Regions from separate parts of the Drosophila melanogaster genome. Here region 1 is linked to region 2. Evidence: chromatin contacts called from public Hi-C data. All regions are on one chromosome and are shown on one strand. Each heading gives the region's core, a stretch centred on a gene start, on an enhancer-like site or on the middle of the called end of the contact. The rest is flanking DNA. Distances are from core to core; before and after follow the strand shown. Region 1 holds the start of CG11403. Region 2 holds the start of Hmt4-20 (Histone methyltransferase 4-20).

Evidence for each region. Hi-C and Micro-C count contacts between places; a contact is called where the count stands out from the background.
Region 1: a contact with region 2 is called in a Hi-C map of the Kc167 cell line, with 4 times the contacts expected there. The contact joins the promoter of CG11403 here to the promoter of Hmt4-20 in region 2. A contact is called at or near these places in 3 of 107 Hi-C or Micro-C datasets (the Kc167 cell line, the S2 cell line and the Sg4 cell line).

The regions. Positions count from the first base shown.
Region 1 is chrX:1,238,410-1,241,281 of dm6, reverse strand. It overlaps CG11403, which reads left to right and starts at 1,398. Exons shown (of 3, transcript NM_130542.4): 1 at 1,398-2,872. The coding sequence starts at 1,500.
Region 2 is chrX:654,510-657,524 of dm6, reverse strand. It overlaps Hmt4-20 (Histone methyltransferase 4-20), which reads left to right and starts at 1,492. Exons shown (of 3, transcript NM_130497.4): 1 at 1,492-2,145. It overlaps SkpA (SKP1-related A), which reads right to left and starts at 1,411. Exons shown (of 2, transcript NM_166858.3): 1 at 741-1,411; 2 at 1-426. The coding sequence starts at 415.

The DNA.
Region 1 (2,872 bases), core at 149-2,648, 580 kb before region 2:
TCGCCATCGGAATCGCTGGAAAAGTCGAGTCTCGATGGAAAAGTCTGTGGTCTGTGGTCTGTGGTCTCTGACTCACAGCGGTTCAGCGGGAGGTCAGGAAACAGTGGCTGCGCTTCGATTTTCTGTCGAGGAGATCGGTGAAAGAATATTGGGCGTGCCCCGTTCAAGAACGATGCTTAATTAACCTACGCCCACAATTAACTGGCTATCTGGGTGGAGTTGGCGCATTGCTCAGTTGGAGTAAAAGTTCGGGGAGTTATAGTAACAGCTTAAGAATAGAAATCGAGAATGAATCAAACAGAGTTTTCCCTTAAAGTTGGGTTCCATGATCTTAAGTCAATTTCAATTTGAGTAATGAGAGCAAACGATTTAGATTTTTTAAATTGTTAATTACTATATTGCCATATCAAATGGCACAGAAAATAAATAATCTATTGATGCATACCAACTTGTCTTAATCACAATATAACTAAATTAGTCTGGGTCGATTTTGTTGTGGAGGTATAATGTATTGTATATAGTTACTTGAAAGCATTAGGAACAATGTTAAAAACAAAAGTAGCCGAATATTTAGTGCGATAATTGCAAATAAAGATGGACGATCGATTTATCATAAACATATGAATGTATATATAAACATTTGTAAGTATGGATGTGTATGTAAGATGAAAGACTTGGAAAGTACCGCAAATTAGGATTTAAAGAGACGCAGAGAAGAGATGGCAGCAATGGGATGCTGAACATATTTTTCATCTCGCCTGAATATTTAATCTGAATATTGAAAGCCAAGTGAATATTTTTCAAAATCTTTTAACGCGAAATCCAGCCATTAAAGTCGTTAAATCGAAATTAAAATGGACGACATCTTGGCAGAGCGAGATGGCATCAGCAGCTTACGAAATTTTATAGCGCTGATCATGACTAATTGGCAATCAATCAATCGTTAATGTTTACCAAGCAAGTGTTGCATTCAATTTGCATGTGTACTATACTTTTCAACCATTACTCACAGCAGGTATCCACATTTTGCGCTTTTTGTTCTCGGTTTCACTTTTTTTGCTTCGTTCTTCTACTTGCCACTTGTTGCTGTTGTAATTTATGAATTTTGGCGGCTATGCGGACCGCAGTATTTTTTAGTGACAACGCAGGCGCTATCGATGCCGGTTATCGGTGGCTTTAAATATATCGTTTCACGAATCTTAAGATTTTTGACAAGAGTACAGCATTTAAATACGTTTAAAGATATTATTAGCTGAACTTATGATTCCATTTGTTTTTAAGCATTCACTTAAGATGTTTTTAAGCGTAACGGCGCAAAAGTTTTAAATATCGTATTCATTGCCGCCATCATGTTCCATCACTTACTTGAATATGCCTCGCCAACGCGTTAGCCCATTTTTGTTCTTCTTCTTCTTGGCGCGTCGTTTTGTCTTGGCATTTTGCAATTTCTGCCTCTTTTGACGCAAAAATGTAAAATAAGGATATAAAACATCTCGAAAATGTCCCAGTACACGCCCAACCAGCGGCTGGACACGCCCGGCGCCCAGGAGTTCGGATTCCCGTACTCACCGTACGAAATCCAGGAGCAGCTGATGCAGGAGCTCTTCCAAGTGCTCGAGAGAGGTCAGGTGGGCATATTCGAGAGTCCAACGGGAACGGGGAAGTCCCTCACCCTCACCTGCGGCGCCCTCACCTGGCTGGCTAGGCACGAGGAGCTGGTGCGCACGGAAATGCTGGCCAGGATTCGCGGAGTAGAACAGGAGTTGGCTAAACTCAAGGAGGAGAGCGAGCAGTCCAGTAACTGGCTGGAGAGCCAGGGAAAGTCCAGAGCACAGCGGGCGGAGCTCCTTAGATTGCAGCACCTGCAGGCTTTGCTGGACAAACAAGAGCAGCAGCTGGATCAGATCAGGAAAGGGGCTAAAAAGCATAAGCGGCAAGGAAGGGTGCACCCAGGCAAGCTTGAGGAACTGGAGAAGGACCTGGATCCTGAATCCGACTCGGATTCAGAACACGAAACCGCCGATGGACCGCAGGAAGCAGCCGAAGACCGCTATCGCCCTGTGCAAATCTTCTTTTGCAGCCGCACCCATTCGCAGTTGGCACAAATTGTGGCCGAACTGCGGAAAACACCTCATGGCCAGTCGGTAAGGTCCATTTCCCTGGGCTCGCGGCAGCAGCTGTGCGGGAATCCCGCAGTCCGGAAGCTGAAGCATGTCGGCCTGATGAACGAGCGGTGCCTGGATATGGCTACCAAGAAAGCACGCCCCAATCCCAGCAAAAAAAGTCGGCTAACTGCAGAGGCCAACAGTAGATGCCCGTTTAAAGCGGCTTCCCTGGTGGAATCCCTCAGGGATTTGGCTTTGACCGAACCGCTGGACATCGAGGAGCTGGCCAATGAGGGGACCGCCTGCGGTGGCTGCTCGTATTACGCCTCAAGATCCGCTGTGGAGCACGCTCAACTTATACTACTGCCGTATCAACTGCTGCTCCAGAAGTCCGCCCGTAACCAGCTGGGTATAAGTCTTAAGGGGTCAATCGTCATAGTAGATGAGGCTCACAACCTACTGGACAGCGTGGCCCAGCTGCACGGCTCCGAAATCAGCCGTCAGCAGTTGGAGCGGGCCAAGGTGCAGATCTCCGGCTATAAGGACCACTTCCAAAAGCGTTTCACCACCAAGAATCTCCTGAAAATCAACCAAATCATCTTCATAATTCGCCGATTGCTTAAGATTCTAGATCAGCGCAAGGAATTGCAGTCCAACGGCTGCAGCATGATGCGCACCTATGAGCTAACCGCCGAGGGTGACTTCTTCAACATCGATCTGTGCGAGCTTCTGGACTTTTGCGCTCGCACTCGTTTCGCGAGGAAAGT
Region 2 (3,015 bases), core at 243-2,742:
TGAAGGTCTTGCGTATTTCCTCGGGAGTCTTTCCCTTAATCATGTTTGCAACAGTCTTGCAGGTGAGCTCCAGAAGGCCCTTAATGTCCAGATAGTTCGCTGCCAATATCAGCTCAAACAGTGTGCCCTGGTCGACTTTTAGGAAATCTGCATCCCATGAGATAATGTCGTCTGTGCGCTTCTCCTTGCTCTCATCATCCTCCGTTGGCTGGGGGTCGTCCTTGTGGTAGTGAGCCCAGGTAAGCACCTTGCGAAGAATCGTCGAATTCACATTGGGCAACGGCACAATGGCATTCTCATCGTCCTCCATGCCGCAGTCCTCCAGCATGGTCTTGATAGTGCCGGAGCACTTGGCGATCTGGATATCCGTGTCAAAGATCTCCTCATCCGAAGATTGCAACTTGATGCTGGGCATTTTGGGCTTTCCTGCAGTTAAGTTCAGTATAAAACATTAGGTTCTAGTTGAGAAATGTGTGGCAGTGCAATCAGTGTGTTTTTTAACAGTGTGTGGATCCCAATAGTCATTTCAATGCGTTTGCTTCGCATGCACCAAGTCGTCAATTATTGATAACAGATGTAAGCATATAAGCATGCGTGTAAATGAATATAAGCAACTAGGATGCAAACAATCATTTGTGAATTTTGTATGTTCATATCCCTGCAGTTTGCAGAGTCGCTCTCTTTAAAATTCAAACCGACTAAAATGAGGTCATATCAGATCAAAATTTGTATCGTATTACTCTTGCAGGTTATGCCTGTGTGGAAATCACCGTTGTTTTCGTACAAAGATAACAAACGATTGTGCACTTTCGATGTTTCTTTCGTGATGATTCAACGATGAAATGGTGATGAAGGGATAAGTAGAATCGAAACATAGAGAACGGCACTTTCCAGAAATGCTCACCCACACATCCACTCACCCCCACACAAGCCGACTCTACCACAGATGGATGCGTGCGTATGTTCGTTTTTCTTGTGGTTGCGAAAGCGTTCTTGCTTGCTATTTGTAGGCTTTTTATTTGTTTTCCGACTAACCTTACGATGATGCCTTTAAACGTACTGACACTATTTCCACGCAGGCTCCAACTGAGATATAAATCAACACACCAAATTCACAATACTCACGTAAAAAACGAAACGGCTATAGTGACCAGATGGCGAAACTCTAAAAACACCTCTAAACGTCTTTATCGAAGGCACGAACAACAACTAGCCACAATGAAAGAAAACTGGCGGGAACCAGGTGGACCTGGTAATGGTAACTTGCAGCACAGATTGGTGGCGAAGTCGAAAGCAGAATACGCATTGATAAATCTGAACACTTTCACACCGAATTGCACAGTAAACGGAAATTAATTTCTCTGAAAACAAATTACACCGATACTTTCAAATGGCGAATAGAGAATGGTGAGCGTCTCCGCTAACTGCGGTGGCAGTTTTAATCGTAGCAATCGATGGCATTCAATTATCGATACATATCGCACTGACTTCAGTGGTCGAAGCATCAACGTCTTTTTACATCACTAATCCGAGTATCGCGGAAAAAAAGCAGCCGCATTTTGTAAACTAAGTCCGAATTAGAGCTGATACAAGTCCCGACTTATTCGTCAAGAGGAGCGGCGGTAGCAAATAGCAACAGCGACACTTGGTGCAAAGAACGCAGAGGAGAAAGAAGTGAAAAAAGCATACATACATACGCACGTACACACGTCTCGCTAGTAGAGGGAATATATGTATATGCATACGGCTGGGTTTACGTGTGCTTGTGTGTGCTACAGCCGCTTCTAGGCGTGAAAGAGCGAGGGATACATTCTCTTCCCATACTCGCGACTTTTGGAGCGTCTCGCGAGCGAAAGAGAAAGCACGAGCCATGGACGGCGGTTGGAAGTTTTTGTGGAACAAAGGCGTCAAGAACTAAAATGATTTGGGACTGCAAGCGCGATTTATTTTGGGTACGCAGCCAAAGCCAAGCCATCCAAAACGGAGTCCAGCTCCAATCCAGTGTGTCGCCGTTTGTATATGTGAGTCTCGACGAAAAGCCGTGGAAAGAGACGGACACACGCACAGAGAAGCAGCAGACAAAGCATCGTTTTGCGAGATTGAGCGAGAGGCACAATATCGCCTTAGTTAATAAATTCATTTAAGGTAAATGCAGACAACAAATCGAAAAAGTGCAAAAAAAAAATCGGAACAGCATGAAGTGCATAAACACAGCAGACTGTGCGTGCATGTGTGTGTGAGTGTGTGTAACAGGCGCCGCCATTTTTCGTTACCATGCAACCAGCCAGCGTCTAGGGTTGGCAACCGCTTCGAAATGCTGTTAACAACAAAAAAAATTGGCGAACTCAAATTACAAAGCTACATCCACCCAGCGAAATTTATTGTAAACACCCGTTTTTCGGTTACCCCGCACACAAGTGTACTTAATTTGCAAGCCTTTGCGCACTTGGCAACCCTTCATCTTCCATTCTCACTGCGCATATGCCTCCCTCTCTCTCTCACCTGCGTTATGTGGTATGCGTTTGTAAACAGCTGAGAGAGCAATTTGCAAACGACATTCGTTTCCATTCAGAACAAATCGACCAACAAACAAATATTCAATTCCAGCGATGTTTCCCAGCACCACCCACTTGTGTTTATGATAGTTTATGCCCAGAAAGGTATTTCAGTTGTTGCACAGACTCAAGAAAATACAAGATTTGCAATTACTGTCTGCTGCGCATGCAAATCGATAAGACATTTTTGTTATGCTCGCCTTTTGTTCACCAGCATATAAATATATACGCGTACCCATTCATTTTAAATATTTTCGGCAGTAAGTGTGTGTATTCCAGGATTACCGAAGTGCCTTTTGTTTTTTGTGGATCAATACTTTTTTTTACATGTGCTTTCAAGTTAATTGATTTTTGTTAAACGTGTGTGTGCATGGGCTAAAAGGGCTTGGAATAAGTGCGAGCGAGAGGGATGGCTGTCGACGACATCAGTTACAAGCCCCCTCTTTCTCGGTCTCTCTCT